Linked DNA regions of Mus musculus: region 1 is linked to region 2. Evidence: chromatin contacts called from public HiChIP or PLAC-seq data. All regions are on one chromosome and are shown on one strand. Each heading gives the region's core, a stretch centred on a gene start, on an enhancer-like site or on the middle of the called end of the contact. The rest is flanking DNA. Distances are from core to core; before and after follow the strand shown. Region 1 holds the start of R3hcc1l (R3H domain and coiled-coil containing 1 like). Region 2 has its middle 17 kb from the start of Gm41849.

What was found. HiChIP or PLAC-seq counts read pairs in DNA pulled down with a chosen protein or histone mark.
Region 1: an H3K27ac HiChIP or PLAC-seq map of SST interneurons shows a contact between it and region 2, with 5 times the contacts expected there. The contact joins the promoter of R3hcc1l here to the enhancer-like site in region 2. A contact is called at or near these places in 2 of 39 promoter capture datasets (liver and stem cell-derived epiblast-like cells), 2 of 484 Hi-C or Micro-C datasets (cranial neural crest and liver) and 1 of 115 datasets of contacts at active chromatin or transcription factors (SST interneurons).

Annotation. Positions count from the first base shown.
Region 1 is chr19:42,515,243-42,520,248 of GRCm38.p6, forward strand. It overlaps R3hcc1l (R3H domain and coiled-coil containing 1 like), which reads left to right and starts at 3,563. Exons shown (of 7, transcript NM_177464.4): 1 at 3,563-3,615.
Region 2 is chr19:42,459,127-42,463,873 of GRCm38.p6, forward strand. No RefSeq gene overlaps it. Among named protein-coding and RNA genes, the nearest start is that of Gm41849, 17 kb to the left of the region's middle. Within about 2 kb of position 2,480, at least 12 of the 459 cell types and tissues checked have an H3K27ac peak or open chromatin away from gene starts, as enhancers often do. A contact at or near this core is called in SST interneurons and liver, where this site is marked.

The DNA of each region.
Region 1 (5,006 bases), core at 2,313-4,812, 57 kb after region 2:
ATTTTCTGCATTCAGGATGATCCTTTTTCTTCCTCACGTCCTTGGAACCTCCACTCTGTGACCTTCTCCCTGATTTACATTTATGAAGCCAGCTGTTCCAATAGCCTCTCTTTCTTCTGGCTGGGGATGGGAAGGGAAGGCACCTTGCATAGGAGCTCTTATTATTTTTTAGTATTGCTTACAGTGTCATCTTAAACCAATATGCCACAGCTCATCTTCATTCCGCGCTAAGGGCCCTTTAAACCAGCCATTCGCCATTTACTCCGTTTTAAAAAAAGGAAGGTCTTCGGGTTTCATGTTCCTTTATTGTATTTTGTAAGGCACAGAACACATATTGGATACTATGTAAATGCGGAAGGCTCCAACAATAGTAACAGACAGATGAGAAACTGCAGGAAGTGGAGACACCATTTTGGATTTAGCTTTTTATCGATGGGCTGAGTGATTTGGAAGAGACAATGTGGCTCCAAGGCTAAAGAGCCCACAGGGATTTCCACAGCAAAGGTTTGAGTCTCGGTCACAGCAGCAGCTCCGGTGACCCCAGCCGAGCAGCTTCCTTCCCCTGGACCTCAAATTCTCCCCATGAATACTGGGCTTGGTGCCACAAAGCTGCCTCCCAGGGATGCTAAGCTAGCCCAGTCATACATGGCTGTACAGACTGTGCGCTACTGAAGGGTGTCCGCTGACGGAGCAAGTTGGGGGTAGGATGTGGCCATACTACAGTATCGCTGTATCAGTCTGTCCTCTGGTGATGAGTTGTGTCCATCCAAAGGAAGCAGGTCCTGTGCTCCTCTATTTTGCACAATTATTAATATGGGTTGGTAGAGACCCTGGATTAAGCAACTTGCCAGGAGTGGAGCATGGAGTTCAGCATACAGAATGTACAGATTAATTCAACACAGCTACTGAATGCGTGCTCTGTGACAGGCCCAATTTCAGGGGCTGGAGATGTGGCGATGGATATAGGCACCTACTACCGTATAAGATGTGGAGATGGATATAGGTGCCTACTACGTGTTTCTATCCTTCCTCCAGACCATCTTCGGCTATATCTAATGTGTTTACAAGTCTTGTCAAGCTCACCGGGCTTTCTCCACCCCACTGCCTGCACTTTGGGAAACAAGGACTCCTACCTCTGTTCCTGACCTTCAGACAAAAGCCGGAGTGTTTGTATTAAAATGTGAATCAGGTACTATTGCCCCATTTAAACCCTTTGGAGGCTATAATTTAATCCAGGGTTCTTATGATCGCCCACATTTCCTCCACTGAAGAAAAGGCATCTTGTCCTTTAAATAGCCTAGCTCTTCGGTTATTCTGATCTTTCGGCTGGAACGCTGTTTTCGTCTCCCGTTTAGCCAGCGCCTGCTCATCCTTCAGTGCTAAGTGGACAGTCAGCTCTTCAAGGAAGCCTCCCCTGGGCCACCTGGCTAAAGTAGCCCACCACCATTCATTTCCAATATATTCTATTGTACAGCAGCCTAACTTATTTTGAATGTACAGAATTCCTTACCTTCTAACATAGCTGCTGATTTGTTAAAAGCCAAAACAGTTATGACCTTGCTTCTTAACTCTTCGTGAGTGCCTCTGCTAAGTCTCCGATATACAGCACTAAATATGGCTACTTGTTAGATCAAGTTGATAAAGGAAATTCATTTGAGAGCAGTTTTGTGACGACATGATGTAGGGGTGGATACCGCAACAGATGCCGTGGCGTGCTAGGTGAGCTGGCAGGTGGCAGGTGGGGAACACCATGTTTTATCATTTGTTGATTTTTATGGCACACATAGTATCTTTTGCCAGTGGCCAGGAAAACAAACCACGGGGCAGCAGATATTCAACAAAGGCCTGATGAATGAAGCAAACTTGATTTGTGCCTTGCAAGATCTGTGGTCTGCTGGCTCAGGCCCATTCTGCTAAACTAGTTAACATAGCTCTGCTTCCCAGCATCCCACATTTAGCGGTTCCTGGTTTCCCTACCAGGCCTACCTGGGCATTGGCATATGATTCAATCCAAGTATTTGACAGTTTGGCTCTCCCTGGTCTACTCAGACCGAGGACCATGCTTTGATCCCCAGCTTAGGCTATGGCAGGAAGTAGAGAGAAGGACAGGTTACTTTACTCCCACAATTCCTAGCTCAGCTGATGACGATTTTTTTTTGTTGTTGCTGCTTTTGTTTTTTGCTATGGAACCATTTGACTAGTATCTGTCTCTTCTTAAGGGACCATAAATCCACAGGGGTAGGCACTGGTCTGCTCATTATTTTCGGCCCCAGCACTGGCCCATTGTAAGCAATAATATACAACCATTTTGCTGAGTGGTCAGCTCACCCGAGGGGGAAACTTTTTAGGAAGGCTCACATCTAACCTATCCCATAATCAGATCTGGTAAGGGATGGGAAGGAGAGTAGTGGATTGGGAACTACTATTTTGTAAAAGCTCCAAGGTGTTCACCTTCATTCCTTCTCTCAAACTCAATCGAATGGTGTCTTTACAGGGTTTTAACACAAACACGACTTGATTAAATTTGTTATTTACACAACTCGGCCTTTGGCAGTAAGGACCCCACAGCCGTACTGAGATCAGTAAGGAGAACAGTAATCAGCTAAGAAACTAAGCAAGTGGGAATTAAGTATCTGGCAGTGGAAATAAAGAACAGACTCAAATGCTAGAGAGAGAGCCTCTACAGGGTTTGGTTAGCATTCAAATGTAGATGAAGAGGCATTGGAGATAGATGGGAAGGCAGTGAACAGAGAGGAGAGACACAGTATGAACTTTTCAAATATTTCTTTTTTTCTTGTATAGTTCCGAGATCGAATCCTGGGCACTTCACCTGTTTGCCAATCACAGGGCTATACCATTCGCGCCACCAAAGCGTTCAAGCCATTTTTTGACAAGTCTGCAAGATAGGAATGAGATAGGGTCGTCTAGAAGTTGGGAGTACGATAAGCTAAAGCAAAAAAAGGGGCCGGGCTGGACGCTCCCCTTCCTTATTCTAAGAATTGCAGAGAACAATATTCAAGAGGTGAGTTCGGGGGGGGGGGGGAGAATTACAGGAAGAGACCGAGTCGAACGGCATGGAATGAGGAAGGCAAAGCTGGATAGTGTCATAGAAAATAAATGATAATGTCCAAGAGCTTCAATGACTAATGCTTAAGTTAGACAGCCTGAAAATACTTGCAGTGGGTTTGGCGACAAGGACACTGGCTGCAACAAGGACATTTTCTGCGGGGGGCAGAAGCTGCAGTGTAGAACTCAGCACACACAAGGAAGGAAGTAGAGACGCTAAGTGCAGATTACGCTCGAAGAAACTCGCCCGTGGACGAGGAAAGAGACACGGTTATGATTGAGCAGGACGTGAGAAGATTTGAGCGCTTTCACAGCTGAGGGTTGAGATGGAGGATGGACGATACAGGAGATAGAGGAGCGTCAACGCCCTCCCGCCCTCTCCATTTGCCGGCCCCGCCCCCCACGCGACGCGACAGGGGCTCGCGAAGACTACAACTCCCAGGAGGTCCCGCGGCGTGGGCGGAGCCAAGGCCTGGCGCGCACCCCAGCGGCGAGCGGAAGAGCAGGCGCTTCATGGTGGCAGCGGAAGCGGAGAGCGACAGCGTCCCGGTAACCACGAACCCTTGAACCCGATTCTTTCTCTCCCTGAGCTGGTGCTGGTTGCCCTCGCGTCTTTCCTCCGGCTCGGGAGAGGACCCTCTTTCCTCCTGTGTGTTAACGCTGGTTTTCTTTTCCTCCGGTGACGCGCGGGGCAGGCCCCCGCCTGGGGCGGAGGTTATTGGGAAGCTTCCGCCCTTCGACCTGTTGGAGCCCCGGGGCGGGAGGGCCACCCTCCGGTCTCTTCTGTTTTCTAAGGGGCCGGAGGCCTGCCTTGGGCCTCTGCCCTAATGCTTCTTTCTGGTAGAAATCGTCTCCAGTCACCAGGTAGCGAGCGGGGTCTTAGGACCCCTCTGGGCTGCGGAGCTGTGGACCACCGAGGTGGCTTCGGGACAGCCCGGGGCCGCGGGCGATTCCCGGGCAGTGGCACTTCTGCTCCGCTGCTAGGACCCCCGGGCTATGGGCTGGCCGGGAACAGTTTGTAAAGTAGGATGTTCTTCCTGCTCTTCTCGGGCGGTCCTCAGAAAACTTCCAACCCACTTTATCGAAAGTTGTCTTACAAACTTTTTTTTCGTCGCATCTGAGTTGTGAGGGAAAGAGTACGGGGTTTATAGAGTCTGAATCCTGAGAGGATGATGGGTTGGCCACTTGATGGACCTGTGGTCTTTTGTAGTCCTATTACCACCACCTTGGTTTCTCTGTCTGGAAAAAAAAAGAGGGGGTGCAGGGTCTTTTGTACTATGCTTTTCAGTGTTATGATCTATGTGTGAGACGTTTGTGCTAGAAAACATTTAAAATAAAGTTCCTGTACCCTCTCTTGTGTGGTCCAGGTCAGTTGGATTTTAAAATCAACGGTCATGTCTTTATGAAGACCGGAGTTAATGGTGTCTTTAGAAACTGCGATGAAACCTACAAGTGTTAAAGCAAGGTTTCAAGCGGAGAGGTGACATTAGGGCTTGACCACCTGTGGAATCGGTGTCAAACTTCGAGGCCCATCAGCATGCGACACACAGCCAGCTGCCCCTGTTGCTCGGTTTCCGCTCTTGGAAGCACTACACATGACAAGCATCCCCTAAGACTTAGAGCTCCCGAAGCTTGGTGCTGAACCACCAGTGTCTAGGGTTTGTGGGTTGCAGGCACTACTTACTCATGTAATAATAGCTGCCTGAGCTATTTAGCGCAGGGTTGAGGTGTCTGTAGTTCATTGGTAAGATTGCATAAGGCTCTGAATTCTCTCCCTAGTAGTAACCACAACAACAATAACAAGCAACAGCAGCCTTTAATCCCAGTACCAGAGTCGGAGGCTGGCTGGTCTCGGAGATTTTGGTAGCCTAGTCTGGGTAGTGAATTCCAGGCCAGGAAGAGCTCCTCTTTAAAAAAAAAAAAATTACTCTTTTTCACTC
Region 2 (4,747 bases), core at 1,230-3,729:
AATGGTGGTGACAGGGTCCAGCCCCTGTGAATCCGGCTCAGTAAACACCTATGCTTAACTACTGTGACACATTGCCTCTTCAGGAGGAGAGCACTGTGTCCTAGCCCTGCTGCCACCTCTCTGCATACAGACATATCAGGGCCTTGCTGGCACAGAGGCCTCACAGCCAAGGTTCTATTTCTACATTCCTGTTTTGAATGATATGTCTGACCCATTTCTTAATCCATAAAGTGGAGACTCGTGACCAAGCTCCTTACAGAGGTTGTGTGGGTCAGACGAGCAAGCCCCCTGCTCTGAAGTCTCTGCATCCGGCATGGCCCAATCAAGTATGTAACCATGGTTACTGGGTGAGCACACCCAGCCCTGGGGTCTTGGGGAGCACTTCCCTTGACTCCGCTATAGCTGATGATTTAGGACCTTTCCATCCATGTCTCCCAGACCCAGACATCCTACTCCCCCCCCCCCCCAGCTTTCCTTCAGAGGAGTTGACAGGAGACATTTTGTCCTCCAGCCTAGAACTCGACCTAAATCTCAGGAGGAGATGTGCCAAGACACTAACCTGTTTGCCAACCCCTTTGCCCAGGTGCCCTGGCCGGCTCCCAATGCTATAATCAATCACGGCCAGCTTCTCCCAGCCACTTGATGCATTCTGTCAGCATGGTGCTTGTCTGTCCTTGTTCTCATCCGGTGCATGGCACCAGCCCTCACTCACACAAACTATGCTGAGCTGCATCGCTTACCAGGGTGAACTCGGGGGAATGACGAAAATAATAAGTAAAGCAGCAAAGAAAGGAAACGGTAGCCATCTGCGCCCTATTTCTAAGGTTTTTCTTTTTCCTGTGCCCACCTGTCACAGTGTGAAGGGTAAAGAATTAGATGGAAGGGCCACACTCTACGAGTCAGGCCGTCTGCCCCTGGGGAAGGCCCACGTGGGACTTCTGAGCTTCCTGTTTGGTTTATGGGGGTATAGCTTCTAGAGAGCCAGGATACCCACGCAGGAAGGACTGATGCAGGCTTCCATGGAAAGGCAGATCCCTCAAAGTAAGACTGTCCCAGGCGGGCATTCTGTGAGCTCCTTGCTTTACAGATGGGGAAACCGAGGCCAAGACTGCATGGGTAGTGATGGAACCAAAGCTAGAAGGGCCAGGGAGCGAGTCTGGCTGATGCACCACCCTCCTTCCTCCCACTGACCGTATCCACCTTCCAGGATGGCGTCTCCATCATTGGAAGGGTCTCAAAGCTGGAAAGAACACCAATGGTGTCGTTTTGAGGGGAGATTTTTGGCAGTGTTAAGGAGCCAAGCGGGGACAGCAGATGGGGCCCAGGGAGGGGTCAGAGAGTCTGGAGGGGAAGCCGATTGTCCCTCACACTGGTGCTCTGTTCTCCCCCATTCTGTCTCCTTCTGGCCATCTTGATGACTTTCCCTCCTGTGTCTCCTCCCGTGACCACTCTTACTCAGCCATAAATAGAAGTACATTCATCATTACTTTCTGTTTTTAATGAATAATACACTATAGCCCCTGATCTGAATTTTAAGATCTCTCTCTCTCTCTGTCAACCTACAGCAGGCAGTTGTCTGCTAAGTACTGATTAGAAATCTTCAAAGTGCCCAGCACTGAGCTAGAAGTTGAGATACAGCTGTGGACAAGATAGCCTGCCCACATGCAGCTTCTCCTCTAGTGAGACAGCACCTGCCTCTGTCCTCATCCCTCACTTAGTGACTCAATTTGTATGTATCACTTTCTTTCTGACCTGTGTGTGTGTGTGTGTGTGTGTGTGTGTGTGCGAGAGAGAGAGAGATAGAGAGAGAGAGAGAGAGAGAGAGAGAGAGAGAGAGAGAGAGAGAGAGAGATATCCTTCTTGTAGAACAATCCCCACCCTGGTAAAACCCCACTGTCTAGTGTGGTCTGTATGAGGAACGCAGGTAGAAAGCAGAGTAGATGGTCAAGTCAATGGTCACTCCCTATGTCCTACATCCACTCTGCTGCTTCCCAGGGCTCAAGGGCTACCACAGTTTGGATAAATAGTGGTAGCAGCTGACTGTCTCCAGGGGACTAAGGGCAGTTTGGGGAAGAGTGTGGACGGGAAGCATTGTGTTGGCCACGTGACAGAGGCCCAGAAAGATTTGCTGAGTAAACTTCAGTAGCTGGGAGCTTGCCTGCAGGCGTTGGTGGTCTAGTGACCTGTGACCATCACGGAACTTCACCCGAGAGCCACATCACCCTGAGCCCTGCCACCATGGTCCTTTACTTCTTGTGGTGTCTTTCGTTCCTAGGAAGCTTGTTTCTGGCTTGCCTGCAGCTGCTGAGGTTTGCAAAGTCTCGGGGAATGTCTGTAAGGGAGGGAGGGTCCTGTTTATTCCAGAAATGCTCCTCTCCGGAGCAGACAGGCCCGGGGAGAAGAAGGCTGGCTGGTGCTTGCACAGTAAGAGCCTATAATTTGCTCAGGGAGGCGAACCCAGAGCCTTATCCCTCTGAGCCAGAGATTAAAGGCCTGGACTTATGATTGCAGCCCGGCTGGGGATCTCTGCCACACACCCACAGGGAGCCCCAAGAGCACAGCTGCCGCTGGAGGAAGCCAGCGTGGGGGACCGCTGGTGGCAGGCTGTTGAAAACAAATGGGGCAAAGAAACGATTCCGATGCTATCGATTGGCGCTGATGTTTGCAGAACATCCGGAAATGACTTACTTGGCTCCAAAACCAATAGGGAAACTGAAGTCAATGAGCCTAGGGTGTATCTTGCTGAACCTTGTGAAGGGGGTTTTGATGCCCCTAGCCCATCCCCCACCACTCACCCTACCCACCCCCACCCCCACTGAAATCCTGCTGGGGGCGAGGGGAGGGGGTGACACAAGCTGGCCCAGCTCCATCTTCCCTCCCTTTACCTCAGATGGCCTCCAGCCTTAATGCGTTCCTCAGCCTCCCACGAGCTGGCTGGCTGCCTCACCACCACATCTGGCCTCTGGTCCCCCCTGGCTACTGTCATCAAGGCTCCACAGCGTGAGGAGATGTGGATGAGCGCTCTCACCCCTCAGGTTCGACAGACAAATGGAGGTTTTGCAGTTGTTTAGTTAAGAGGAACTCCACTAGTAAGTTATAAAAACCAACCAGAGAAGAGAATTTTCAGAGGCCTAGGGATGGTGGGTTTACGGAGCAGGGATGTCCGAGTCTTCAGAGCTGCCTTTGGTCTCTATCTTCCCCTTGCCCTCTCCCTCCCTGATTGCCACCACCTCGTGTTAGTTTGACGTGTCTAGGTAGCACATGACAAAATGGGATCAAAGGAGCACGGATTGTGGTAGAAGAAACACCTCTGAGAAGGCTCAGTCTAACGGGGAAGAAGCACCGCAGGTTTGCCCTCCAAGTGTACGAGAGGAACGGGGAAGATGAGAGCCGTTTGGCTCCTCTGCCAAGCTCTGCAAGGCTGCGGAGGAGCGCTGGCATCACAGTGGGCTGCCTGAAGAAACTGGTGTCCAAGAAGGGGCCTGTGTTCCACCAGCTCAGCTCCCTCCTAGGCTAAGAGCAGGCCTTGGGAAACACGGCCTTGGGGATGGGAGTCTAGCATGAGCCATATGTGATTCTATTCTGTGCCTCAGGAGCCTGCCTGCTCTGTCCTGTGAGTCCAGGCAAACTGGAAGCCAGCTAGAAGCCAGCCGGAAGCCAGCTGGGAGCCAGCCGGAAGCCAGCCGGAAGTCAGTGCACAGGCGGAGTTTGGATGTCAGGGGACGACGGCCCTATCTCATTCCTTTTTTGCACCCATGTCTTTTGTTTTCTTTATCCCTTCACTACGAGGCGTTCATGATCAGATCTCGGGCTGCCTATTTCTCTCCCACATCCCTTCCCAGCCATTTCTCTCTTACTCTTCCCGTTAGTCTACTCTCTTTTTTCTTATTTATTGGGTTTACTGTCTCCACTTCCTAGGATAAGGTTGTTTTACAAAGTTTATTATTTTTAACTATTGTGTGTATACACACATAACACACACGTGTGCGCGTGCACGTGGATGCATGCATGAACAATGCACATGTACATATGTGCACATGAAGGCAGATGCCCACAAAGGCCAGAGGCGTCAGATCCCCTTGGAGCTACTGAGTCGCAGGCAGTTGTGAGTCACCAGGGACGGGTTCTGGAAATCAAACTCAGGTCCTTTGTAAGAACAGCAGGTGCTCATAACCATTGAGCTGTCTTTCCAGCCCCAAGGGGTAGGGGCTTTTGTCTGTTTCAGCTTCAAATCCCCAGAGTTGAGAGACTGCATGGAATTTGATAACAATTTTCAAAAGAATGGAAGAAATGGCTACTCTGAGCAACCTTGGGCTCAGTGTCCCTATAGTGAGCTGAACCTCAGAAAAAGGGCACTTCCTTTGGAAACTGACAGTGTTACGTCCCTTCCAGGGAGCTGCAGAGGTAGGCGCTATGTTGCAAGGATTGAAGGCATTGGACAGACTTATGTCCTGGCTCCATATCTGACCAATTGTGTGCCCCTAGCAAGGCATTTACCCTCTCTGACACATAGCTTCCTCATCAGTGCTACAAGGACAAGAATCTGCCATTATCAAGATGGCTACAAGGCTTGGGGGAGAGGGGCTGATGAACTCAACTAAACCTTGATGAAGTTCTTCCTATTTAAGAGGCAATGCTCACTAATGGATATTCGGTAGAGGGAGAACTTCAGGTTAACCCTGTTGCCCAGGGACTGCTATTGAGAAGGTATTCAGTGAGTTCTGCTAAGTCATCCTAGCTGATCAGG